2 separate regions of the Zea mays genome follow, and region 2 is linked to region 1. Evidence: chromatin contacts called from public Hi-C data. All regions are on one chromosome and are shown on one strand. Each heading gives the region's core, a stretch centred on a gene start, on an enhancer-like site or on the middle of the called end of the contact. The rest is flanking DNA. Distances are from core to core; before and after follow the strand shown.

The links. A called contact is a pair of places that touch in the nucleus more often than the background predicts.
Region 2: a contact with region 1 is called in a Hi-C map of leaf, with 6 times the contacts expected there. The contact joins the promoter of LOC103653048 here to the promoter of LOC100272774 in region 1. A contact is called at or near these places in 9 of 25 Hi-C or Micro-C datasets (bundle sheath, ear, leaf and 3 more) and 1 of 3 datasets of contacts at active chromatin or transcription factors (leaf).

Annotation. Positions count from the first base shown.
Region 1 is chr4:32,117,292-32,123,236 of Zm-B73-REFERENCE-NAM-5.0, forward strand. LOC100272774 reads left to right here and starts at 3,804. Exons shown (of 6, transcript NM_001147227.1): 1 at 3,804-3,902; 2 at 4,023-4,155; 3 at 4,295-4,398; 4 at 5,168-5,500; 5 at 5,591-5,731; 6 at 5,814-5,945. The coding sequence starts at 5,420. TRNAW-CCA (transfer RNA tryptophan (anticodon CCA)) reads right to left here and starts at 2,287; the gene lies at 2,216-2,287.
Region 2 is chr4:32,361,291-32,367,235 of Zm-B73-REFERENCE-NAM-5.0, forward strand. LOC103653048 (nuclear transcription factor Y subunit B-11) reads left to right here and starts at 3,065. Exons shown (of 1, transcript XM_008680022.4): 1 at 3,065-4,297. The coding sequence starts at 3,242. The coding sequence ends at 4,021.

The DNA.
Region 1 (5,945 bases), core at 2,554-5,053:
GCTGATCTCGATATATATGTAGTAGTTACCTATTGCCAAGTTAAGCTTTATTTTGGTCTGGCATAACATAGTTGAATGCCACTCAAGCTATTAAGCATTGAATAAAAAAGAATATGTATTTCATCCATTCTCATCCTGATTTTTTCTTGGAGTGGGTTACAAAGTTATCTCCATCTGTTCTGAAATCAGAAGGACTTTCTGTTTACCGTGCTATTCAGAAGTCGGGTGAGTTTGTTCTGACACTATCCATTCTGGATTCAACTGCGGTTTCCACTATGTGGAGGTCGTAAATGTCGCTCCTGTGGATTGGCTGTCTCATGGACAGTGGGTTGTTGAGCTCTACAGAGAGCAGCGTCACAAGACATCGATATCACATGACAAGCTATTACTCAAGGCTACAAAAGAAGTCGTCGGACAACTTTGGATGAATCACGGAGGTGGTAAGGTAGAATACAGATGGTTGAACACCTGTGGAAAGGATGGAATCCTGACAAATGCAACAAAGGTAGTAACTCGACCACGAACATTGGAACTTACTATGTGTCTCTTGATGAATTACTTATAACACACACATATTTTATATTTTTTGCTATGTATTTCACTATTTCAGACAAGAGTTAAAATGGAGGGTGCAGCATGGGAGGTGAATGGTCCTTTGGAAAGTAAGGAGATGGAAAAGTACTACGATTCCATTGATCCGGAGTGCTTTTCATGTTTCTATGATGTGCACTTGTTTGCTGTCAGTTGCCAGTGCAGACCTAACCACTTTGCTTGCTTAAATCATACAAACCTTCTCTGTTCATGCCATATGGACAGAAAAAATTGTCTTCTTTCAATATAGCATGGAGTAGCTTAATACTCTTGTTGCAGCTCTAGAGGGTGATCCGGCTATATTTTCTCATGAATTTTTCTTCTATGTTTACTCTCCTAGCACTACCAATGTAGATTACTAGCAAAAGAAAGGGTATATAGAATAGTCAAGTGTTACTATTTCCACCAGAGACAGGTCTAGCCTACGGTCAAGTCAAAGCATTGCAGTGATTTCACAAGGCTCACAATATGCTATCAAGTAATCACAAACTGTAGCTTACCTAATGTTTGGCGAATGTTAAAGAAGTATGTCTAGGGGCTGAGATGCTGGAGTGTTTCACTTGCTTGCTCTCTTTTAGTTTGTTTTTTTTGTCTTTTACAGAATGCTACTCAGAAAAGTCAAAAGGTATTTGTCCATGTTCCTTCAGAAATTGCTACAGTTTGTAATTATGTTTATGGCTTGCTCAAATTTATGTGTTATTTTTCCGTTGAAAGCTAGTGCATAAATGCTCTAACACTTCTTTAGTTTTTCATGGAAGCATTAAAGCGCTTGAAAAGAAAAGAAAAGAAATGATTCATGTTAAATGGATGGGATGGGGATGGGGGCACATGTGTAAGAAAATGGGTTTTCTTTCTGCACTGAATGTGGTCAGTTACCATCTGCTTGCAGATAGAGACTTGCCATTACATCAGGGACCACTGCACCTCTCTTCAGCTTATTCTATCTAACATTAACTCTATAGTTTACACTCGTTCATTCATTTATTCTGTTCTGCATTTCAGATTTCAGGTTAGAAGCATAACATAAGTCGTGATAGAGTCCACACCATTGCTTGTTTGCTTGCTAGACACAGACACAAGTACAAAACTTTCACTGCTGTTGGTGAAGTTATAGTCACATTTATAGTTTGTTCTTTTGTTAACAATGGGAAGGTTTTTTATTGTTGATGACCAGGTAGAATTCAAGAATTCATTAAACTGATCCATTCATAGACCAGTGCTCACTCACGAAAATGGCGAGCGGTGTTTTCGCCATGGCTACGTGATTTGGGAATGGCGGTTGCGTCTCCCGAATGAAGAAGGTAGCTATAGTTGTGTCCGAAAGCCCCGTTTTCGAGATTGTGTGCGGTAAGGCACGCCTCATTCTTAGACTTTTTTGTGATATTTACATTGTTGTATGCTTTGATGCTTTGATTTTATATCATTTTAGTTCTATATTGGTTGTTGGCAAAAAAAAGATATTGAAGTTAGTGATAATATGTGTTGTTTATTTATATAATCTTTGTGTTTTAACATTTTTATCAAATAATTCATATGCCGTTGCATCGTACGGGCATCTGAGCATTAAATAGTAGAAAGAAGCGCAAAATAATAATAATAAAAAACTGGACTTAATTCAGGGATTTGAACCCGACGTGAATCGAACACGCAACCTTCTGATCTGGAGTCAGACGCGCTACCATTGCGCCACGGATCCGGTTGATTCCTAAATGCCGAATCAAATGTTATGTATGTTATTGTAGTAGACCACAATGTAATCTATAATTCAATTGGAGTTCGAGCATTACGGGTTTAATTTAATCCCTACGCTCCAAAGTGCAATCTGTTTTAGTTTGTTATTATAAGTAAACTTCTCTAGTCTGTTACTTTTTTATTAAAAAAGGTACACAGTTAAGTATTAAGTACAACAAAAGATTAGCTACATCACATCTCATGGGCTGGGTTTTTTTTAGATAAAAACAAAAATGGCGTGCATTTCAGAATGAAGAGAGTAGTATTATAGTTGAGCTCAAAACACAGTTTGTGAGTTGCACGTAACCCTAAGGCTTCCTTGTTAGCATTCTGGTCCTCGTCTCTGATGCTAGGATCGAAGAACGCAGTTGGCGTCAAATCCATCATTTGGCGCAAAGGAGGCATCGTCGCGGATGGGTCTCGGTATCACCCAACCAATCATACACGCTACGAGAACTAGTATAGGTCAATCCTAGACGTCCGATCCAGAGATCCAATAAGTCCATGTTTGAATCCTCTAATCGATTGCGAGTGGCTAATAATTAACGGGCAAATAATTAGTCGTGATATGTTTGAAGTCTTATCTAATAGATGACTAAACATACTAAATAGTTAGTTTTTACCTTGCACGGCAAACAATTGGTCATGAGAAAAAACAAATAAACTGGCAAGAGTATGGATCGTATTCTTCTTTTTATTATGGTCTATTAGCATATATTAACAAGATTAAATGTCTATTTAGCTTGCTATCTAATTTGCCATACTTTGTCTAGTTTTTTTGACTAAGTTTAGTTCTTAAATTTGAATGACTAACCTTAGGCAAAGAGAGGTATGGTTAGCCATAAATCAATTAGATCTTAAATGACTAATAGATAAACAATTTGTTAGATCTCTAGCTAATAATTTATTTATTTATTAGCTAGTCTGTTTGGAGGGAGATGCTAAAACTAATCGGCAAATTGTTTGTGTCAAGGACGAAGCTACCTGGTTAGTTGTGGATACACATGCATCCTCCACAGTCCAAAATTCAGTTACAATAATCAAAATTTCACTATATAAGCATTCCACATATCTTATGCACCCATAAGAGAGTTGCACTCTCTGCTCTAGCTTCGCCGCTGATTTGTGTGATGCATCCAAACTATAGTTTCCTTTGGAGCGAAGCAAACCGACGTCTCCCGCAGGGCCAAGTTGTCTGCGATAGCAAACAGCGAAACCCGTCGTCAGCGCAAACCGCGACGTTAACCAACCCCTAAGTATCCCTGTCAGCCGTACACGTGTCCCAATCGAACGGCTGGGCTCCCTCGTCAGCGTAGCAGGTGCCGCCCGTCCCGTCGACCGACCTGACGGACGTCGCCGCAAGCGCCCGGCTGGGCTTCACCTCTCCACCCCATCGCTCACCACTCCCCCCTTCGTCTCCAACCAGATCGCCCCCCGCCGCATAAATCCCCCGCTGACACCCGATCGAGCAAACCCTCGCTTACCTCCCGTCACGTCGCGTCCGAACGGCGACGCTGCGCCGTGATGGACGCCTTCTTCGGCAAGGGCGGCGGCGGCGGCGGCTTCCGCGGCGCCAAGTGGTACGCGCGGGCGTTTCTTTTTTTTTCCGGGGATGTTCTCGGAAGGGGCGGGAAGCTTTGGTCCGCGTTGGTTAGTTCTGGTTTCTGATGTCGTGTGTCGGTGTGTGCGTGCGTGCGCAGCAAGACGCTGCTGAAGCTGTCGATCCCGCGGATAAAGCTGCTGCGGAACCGGCGGGAGCTGCAGCTGCGCCAGATGCGCCGGGACATCGCCAAGCTTCTCGAGGCCGGCCAGGAGGCCACCGCGCGGATCAGGGTACGTACGCTCCTCGCTGTCAGGGGATATGCATATGCTTAGATCAGGGTAGAGCTGGCCGGGTGGGCGAGGTGAGGACTGGGTCGGGGGCTTTTTTTTTGGCTTGGCTGATTGGAAGCTGCGGCTGCGGCGGATGCAGGTGGAGCACATCATCCGGGAGGAGAACATGATGGCCGCGCAGGAGATCCTCGAGCTCTTCTGCGAGCTCATCGCTGTGCGCCTGCCCATCATCGAGACCCAAAGGTTCGCCCCTCTGGCCCTCTATCTGACTTCAATTTTACAGCCTGTAATTGCGATCACTGTTTGCTTGTTCATGAGGCCACGGCCCACGGGTGTGCTTTGTTGCCCCTGGATATGGCAAACTGTGCTGGACCACCAGCTCCCTTGAGGCCTTGAGATTTCCAGTAACTGGTTTTTATAGCGAACATAACCTTGCTTGACTGCTATAGTGGACTATGGCTGTGTTTGTTCCATTCCAATGTGTTCTTAGCAGAGACTTGGACCCTAAAGATAACCATTACTTTAAGGGTGTTTCGTTCCAGCGACTAAAGTTCAGTATATGTCATATCGAATGTTAAATATGAGTATTAAATATAGTCTAATTATAAAAATAACTATATAGATGAAGACTAAATAATAAGACACAAATTTTAATCCTAATTAATCTATGATTAGCAAATGTTTACTGTAGCATCACATTAGCGAATCATTGACTAATTAGGTTTAATAGATTTGTCTTGTCGTTAAGTTTTTATCTATATAATTAGTTTTTTGATTAAATTATATTTAATACTTATAACTAGCATCTAAACATTCGATGTGATAGGTGCTAAAATTTAGCATAGGGAAACGAACGGGCCCAATATGTCCATTTGGCAACAGGGACAAGTTATCTTCGTTCTTATACCCTCTGCATTCTTACATTCCTTATTTGTTTGAAGACATAACCATTGTAATCCCAACTCCAAGGATGTTACTGATGATATTTTCTTTGCTGCTGCCTTTTTTATAGGGCGTATTATCTTGAAGTATAAAGCAGGGATCCTGAATCCTGCTCGTGAATACAAATGGGCTATAGTTGATAAAATTGATTAACTGTTTTGTGACTAAAAATTCTGCAAGAGATGCAGATAAGTCTGACTGAATTGTGTTTCCTTGTTTTGTTGGCTTCAGGGAGTGTCCTATTGATCTCAAAGAAGCAATATCAAGTATCTGTTTCGCTGCTCCAAGATGTGCAGATCTACCTGAACTGATACAAGTTCAAATGATGTTTGCAACTAAATATGGGAAGGAATTTGTCGCTGCAGCTTCAGAGTTGATGCCTGATTGCGGGGTCAATCGTCAGGTTATATGACACTTTGAATTCGAACTGGTTTAACCTTGTTTTCAGGTTGTTTTGGATGTTTGTAACACATCAGAATTAATGCTTCTGCAGATAATTGAACTACTTTCTATTCGTCCTCCTCCTGTCCATGCAAAGTTGAAACTGCTGAAGGAGATAGCTGAGGAACATGAAGTTGACTGGGATCCATCAGAGACAGAGATAGAATTTCTCAAACCTCATGAAGATCTATTGGTAAATATATATACGGATTTGTGACTAACATGGTTAGTTCAATGATTCAAATCTTACTTGATACTATGTTTTCCCTTCTTAGAATGGCCCGACCTACTTCAACGGCTCCACACTACCTCTTCCCAAGGAGAAACACGAGGAAACAGTAGCGGCAAGTGCTGCCGAGCGGCCTGACAAAGACTGCGAGTCAGATACCGGTCTTGACTCACTGGAT
Region 2 (5,945 bases), core at 1,815-4,314, 240 kb after region 1:
ATGTCTCGAACACACTATATATATATTCGTCGATCTATTATTGCGCGAGATGCGACGGCACGAATAAATGAATAATCCGTGGCGCCTTTGAACCTGGGAAAGGGAAGAAAAGAGAGGCATCCGTCCGTCCTCGCTCCCCCTTTAATTTGGCCGCCGGCCTTTAACTTGCATTGCATTCCATTGCATTGCATGCCCCCCCGGCCCGGCCGGCTGGCTTTTCTGAAATAACAACAAAGAGATGCCATATATATTCGACCACTGCAAGGAGCTGTAGTTCGTACAGTAGATATTTTGGACTCCATCCCTAGCTAAGTTTTTTTAAAAAAAATATATTTTATAAGGAAATTGATATAATACGACATACATTTGTGGATATATATATATAACATCGTCTTTGGTTATGGAGCTAGCTAGCTAGTAGTCCCCTTTTAAAATTTTTGGTAAAAATGGGGGGTGATGTGCATCTGTTCCGCTAGTAGTGTGATGCCCTTGCCGCCATTGGTCTAGGAACCTCAAAGACCATCTTGGTGAGATGTCTTTGCATCGCTTGAGGTGACACGGGCAGTGGCTGGCCAGGCTGTGGAGTATGCCGTGCCATTGCATGCTATCACAAGGAATATTATATTTTGGTGGTGCACTACCGGACACAGCTCCTTTGCCGTGTGTCTTAGACACTCGGCAAAGGCTATTTTACACTCGGTAAAGACTTTGCCGAGTGTAACACTCGGCAAAGAACGCTCGGCGAACTATACATCGGCAGCGGTCTCTTTGCCGAGTACTTTTTGTCGGGCACTCGGCAAAGAAAAGTCACCGTCACGGCGCCAAGTGACGGTGACGGATCCTTTGCCGAGTGTCTTCTTTAGCACTCGTCAAAGAGGCCAATTTTGCCGAGTGTCTGCTATCACGGCCCTCGGCAAAGAAGGGTCCAGTGGGCCCCACCGCCAGTTCCTGTGCCGAGTGTCTAGTGGACCGGTACTCGGCAAAGAATCCTCCAGTGGGCCCCTTTGCCAGTCCCTTTGTCGAGTGCCTTGGCAACAGCACTTGGCAAAGATAGCTTTGCCGGTTCCCAGGTTTCCTTCTTGCCGAGTGCCATGGTCAGCACTCGGCAAAGATAGCTTTACCGGTTCCCAGGTTCCCAGGTTTCCACTGTCTTCATCTATATACTAGCTTGGTCTCCATATATGTGTGGGTCGATTAGTGTATATATATATGCGATAGATGGAAGCACCGGGTAATTATTGTCTCGGTTTTCGGCTCAGATTTTAGTACTTAGTACAGCGAGCTCATTCACACGCATTATCGCTTCACTATACTCACTCCGTTTCAATTTATAATTCTTTTGATTTTTTAAACATAAATTTAGTTTGATAGGCTTATCTTATTAAAAAATCATATTTATTACTAATTTTTATTATGATATTATCTAGCATATATAATATAATTTAAGTATGCCATTGAATTTTTTATTTTTTATTTAAAAAATATTGATTAAGACGATCCGATCAAACTTAACACAAAAAAGTCAAACGAATTATATTTTGCGACAAATGGGGGAGTATTACATTGAAGAAATGACGACTAGCCATGTGCATAAAACCATATTATATTTAGGATTTGTGCTCACTGAGGTTTGAATAGATAGTTCTACGGTGTAAAAACAAGCATAGTCCTTGATTGCTTTCAAATTAAGGCGGGAATTTATTTTCAAACTTTTCGGTAACGGAGGGAAATCTAGCTTGGTTGGGATTAGTTCTATTAGAACACTTTTTTTAAAAAAAGCCAATCCACTCTCTAAACTATTCCAATTTTTGGAATAATTAGACATAGAATCCCCTAAACAAAGGGACATATATAATAATAAGGAACATTAAGATAAATAAAAATAAAATCTTATTTTCTTATTAGTGTTTAATAATATCCTTTTTTGAGTAGGTTATTTCATAGTATTGTTTTTTGCTTATTGAATATTGCATTTTTGCAATTCATTGATATTGCAATAATTTATATTGAAAAGATGATAGCTAATTTATTGGCTAATTCAAATTAGTATGTAGAATTCGTATAATTATGACTGTTGAAGCCTTAAATTCAAGTCTTTTGGCTTTCTAAGGTTAGAGGAGGAAAAGAATGAAGGTGTGGGCGGGAAGGAGAAGGCAAGGCCCCCTCAATGTGTATTCGACTACTCATTACGAAACCACCGATTGATCCGATTAGACTTCCCGTTGGGTAGCACGGGGAACTTGCTGAATCAACTCCTTGGAATCGGAGGCCTGACTGAGGGTCAATCCTATGGTAACTTCAACCTAGGAATGCCTGTTTCACTTCCTTGACAGCGCCAACTGAGATGCTCTGTCTCGATGTTGACCTAACATGGATTGATTAGAAATTCTGAAGGGTCTCATCCTGATCTCGCAAAGGATCAGCAATAGCTGTGTGTACTTGAGGACTCTTAGGGAAAGAAAAGTTTTGAATAAAAATGCTCTCTATATGGTCCAATCCTTCGGTAGCTTCACTATATCTTATAGGTCGTAAACCTAATCTAGAGAACCAATCCCGCTCTTTATATTTGGGCTAGCGAGAAATTCATAAAAGGGGATAACTATATTTGGAGATCTAATTAATGAAGCTATTTGAGTTACTTTTTCACACACAAAAAAATCTATATTCCTCTCAATTAGAAAGGATACAAAGAGGATTTTGAAATTGCTCTTAGTTCAACCATGAAACTTGTTTTTAAATCAAGTAGTTAATAAGTTTCATTTGTTACAAGTGAAATCCTTGTAAATCTATATAAATATATATGTGCTCTAAACAACAATTAGTTCACTACCGTGGACACCACATAGGAGTACTTTTTTACTTCACTTATTGGCTATGAGGGAAGCAGATCCTCTACGCTGCAATTGGGCCACTGACATGTGGGACCAGGTCTAGATTGGACCCACACATCAATGACCGAAATGCAGAAGAGGGTCTCGTTGCCACTGTAAGCTATCTCCTAGAGTTCAGAGCAGGGCAAGAATCTTGCAATGCTCACATGAACATAATATAATCGTTGTGTTAGCTATGCGTCGGCATCACTACCGTCCTCCCACTGGCATCTCCCGTCTACTATTTTGGGACGAACAGAACAGAGACACTAGCTAACTAGCTTATTAGCTTGCTCCCCTCCTTCCTTTCAAGCTTTAAAAGGAGACCATCTCTTGCACCACCTCTTCATCCATCCGGCCAAGCAAGGGGCATGAAGAACAGGAAGGGCTACGGGCACCAGGGCCACCTGCTGAGCCCCGTGGGCAGCCCGCTGTCGGACAACGAGTCCGGCGCCGCGGCAGCGGCCGGCGGCGGCGGGTGCGGGAGCAGCGTGGGGTACTGCGGCGGCGGCGGCGGTGAGTCGCCGGCCAAGGAGCAAGACCGGTTCCTGCCGATCGCCAACGTGTCGCGCATCATGAAGCGCTCCCTGCCGGCGAACGCCAAGATCTCCAAGGAGGCCAAGGAGACGGTGCAGGAGTGCGTGTCCGAGTTCATCAGCTTCGTCACGGGGGAGGCCTCCGACAAGTGCCAGCGCGAGAAGCGCAAGACCATCAACGGCGACGACCTGCTCTGGGCCATGACCACGCTCGGCTTCGAGGCCTACGTCGCCCCGCTCAAGTCCTACCTCAACCGCTACCGCGAGGCCGAGGGCGAGAAGGCCGCCGTGCTCGGCGGCGGCGCGCGCCACGGCGAAGGCGGCGGCGCGGCGGACGACGCCGGCCCACTCGCCGCGGGCGGCGGGGCCGGGGACGGTGTCGACCGCGCGGGCCACGACGACGACGCGCACGTCGGGCTCATGATGGGAGCCAGCAGCGTCGGGTTCGGCTCTGGCGGCGGGGCGGCGCCGTCGTACTACGCGGCGGCATCACGGAAGGCGTACGGCGCGGGGGAAGGGTCCAAGGTGATGGAGTTCGAAGGCGAGGAGGAGAACGGCGGCGTGCAGAGGGGGAGGGGATTTGCCAGCCACCTCCACGGCGCCGTGCAATGGTGAACCAGGTGAAGGGCGGCGTAGCTATAACTAGGTGCGACGAGAAACGATATTTGCATGGTGCTGGTCTGCTGGTGACTAAATTTGCGTGCGTACGTTACGTACTAGTAATTGATTGCAGTTTCTGCTCTCCGTCAAACGTTTTAATGAGATTTATTTGAATTTAAACTCAAATGTTTCTATTGACCCTGGAAGAATTTCGGGTAGTTGTGCATCGTTATTGACCTCTTGTTCAACGAGGTAAACTGATTTGATGAAGAGTGAAATATGAAGTACGTAGACTCACTGTACACAAGTAACACAACATGCATTTATTATTATATAGACATACAGAATCGCCCAAATTAGCTGAGGAAATGCGAGTTGTACGCGTCCATGTGCCCCGCGACACGGACGGACGGCTGGACCGCTGGACGCCGCCGCGCGCCGGCACTGCCCTTCCCTTGAACGAGAACCACCTGCCCGTCGTGGTTCATGGTGACCACGGAGGGAGAAGTTGTCGGACTGGTGTTTGGAGCACACGAAGGACACCTACCGCCACCGCCACGAAGCTGGGCGGCGCGACGGCGTCCTGCGCGCCCGAGAGCTTGGCGAAGCGCTCCTTCAGGCGCCACAATTGTGACGCCGAAACCCCATGGCGGCCTGCAAATGGCGCACCGCGCACCGTAGGCAGGAAATCAAACATAACGCAAGTGCTGAGCCATGGCGCGCGGCCTGCAAACGGGCTCGCTGTCTCAAATTAAAATTTGTATGTGATTTATATATGTGTCTATATTCGTCATTATTTATTTGGATATACACATACAAAACTATGAGTTAAAATAAATATTATTTTGGGACAGGGGAAGTATATAATATATAAAAAAAACAAGAAAACAGAGAGAGAGAAAAAGAGATGTTCTGCAATGGGCCTAGTAGATGTGCTGATTAATGGGTTGCTGAGCGTGCCTTACGGGTCCATCTCCAATCTCCATGATGGGCCACTTGCAAACTTATCATTAAGAATAAAACAAAACGAATAATTCCTGTAAAATAGTTTGTGTTCAAATAATAAAAAGCATAGAACTTATATAGAAATGTTTTTTTCCCACGACATTTCCACTGTCCATTTAAACAAAATCTTTGGAATGTTGACAGTGAAAACTATTTTCACCAACGGTTGCCAACCATATATATATGTGAAAATATTTACACTGCAACCATCTCTGTAAAAGACACATGTCTACACTAATAACCTCAACATCAATTTCTTCATATCTTCTGTTGGTGGTGGAAGCTATAACTATTTAGCCAACAACAATCCTAACATTAGGTTAAGTTTTGAACCCAAAGAAGAGGTGCACATTTGTCATCAAGTTTGTAAAAACAAAGCAGGCACCCACATCTTAATATTTTACTTACTGTATGTATATATACAGATCCTACAAAGAAACATGATTACCTAGGAGGAAGTACTCCATCCATTTTAAACCGACGTTACTATATCTTTTACTTTGTATTTAGATGTAATATATGTCTAGGTGCATAGAGAAAAACTATATACTTAGAAGAATCGAAACGACTTATAATTTGAATTCTCACAATTTATAATGAAACAAAGCTAACGTGTGCTTCGGAGGAATTCGAACTTTGTGTGGGAATGTGCACTCACCACAATAGCCAGCTACTGCAAATATTATCGAATATTATTATTGCCATCGTGTAATGACACCAGGTACCGTAGGTTACCCGAGAAGATTGGGGAGTGAGGCTGCCTCCAACAACAGCCGCTAAAGGGTCCTGTCCGCTAAATATAGAGGACTGTCAGGTCCCCTACGGCTCCAGCAAGGGACTCTATAGCGTCCTCTAAATTTTAGAGGATGTGGTAGACACTCTAAATGTGGAGGGCTCCGGGAGTGCGCTATCCGCGCTGCTCCTCCACCAGCCG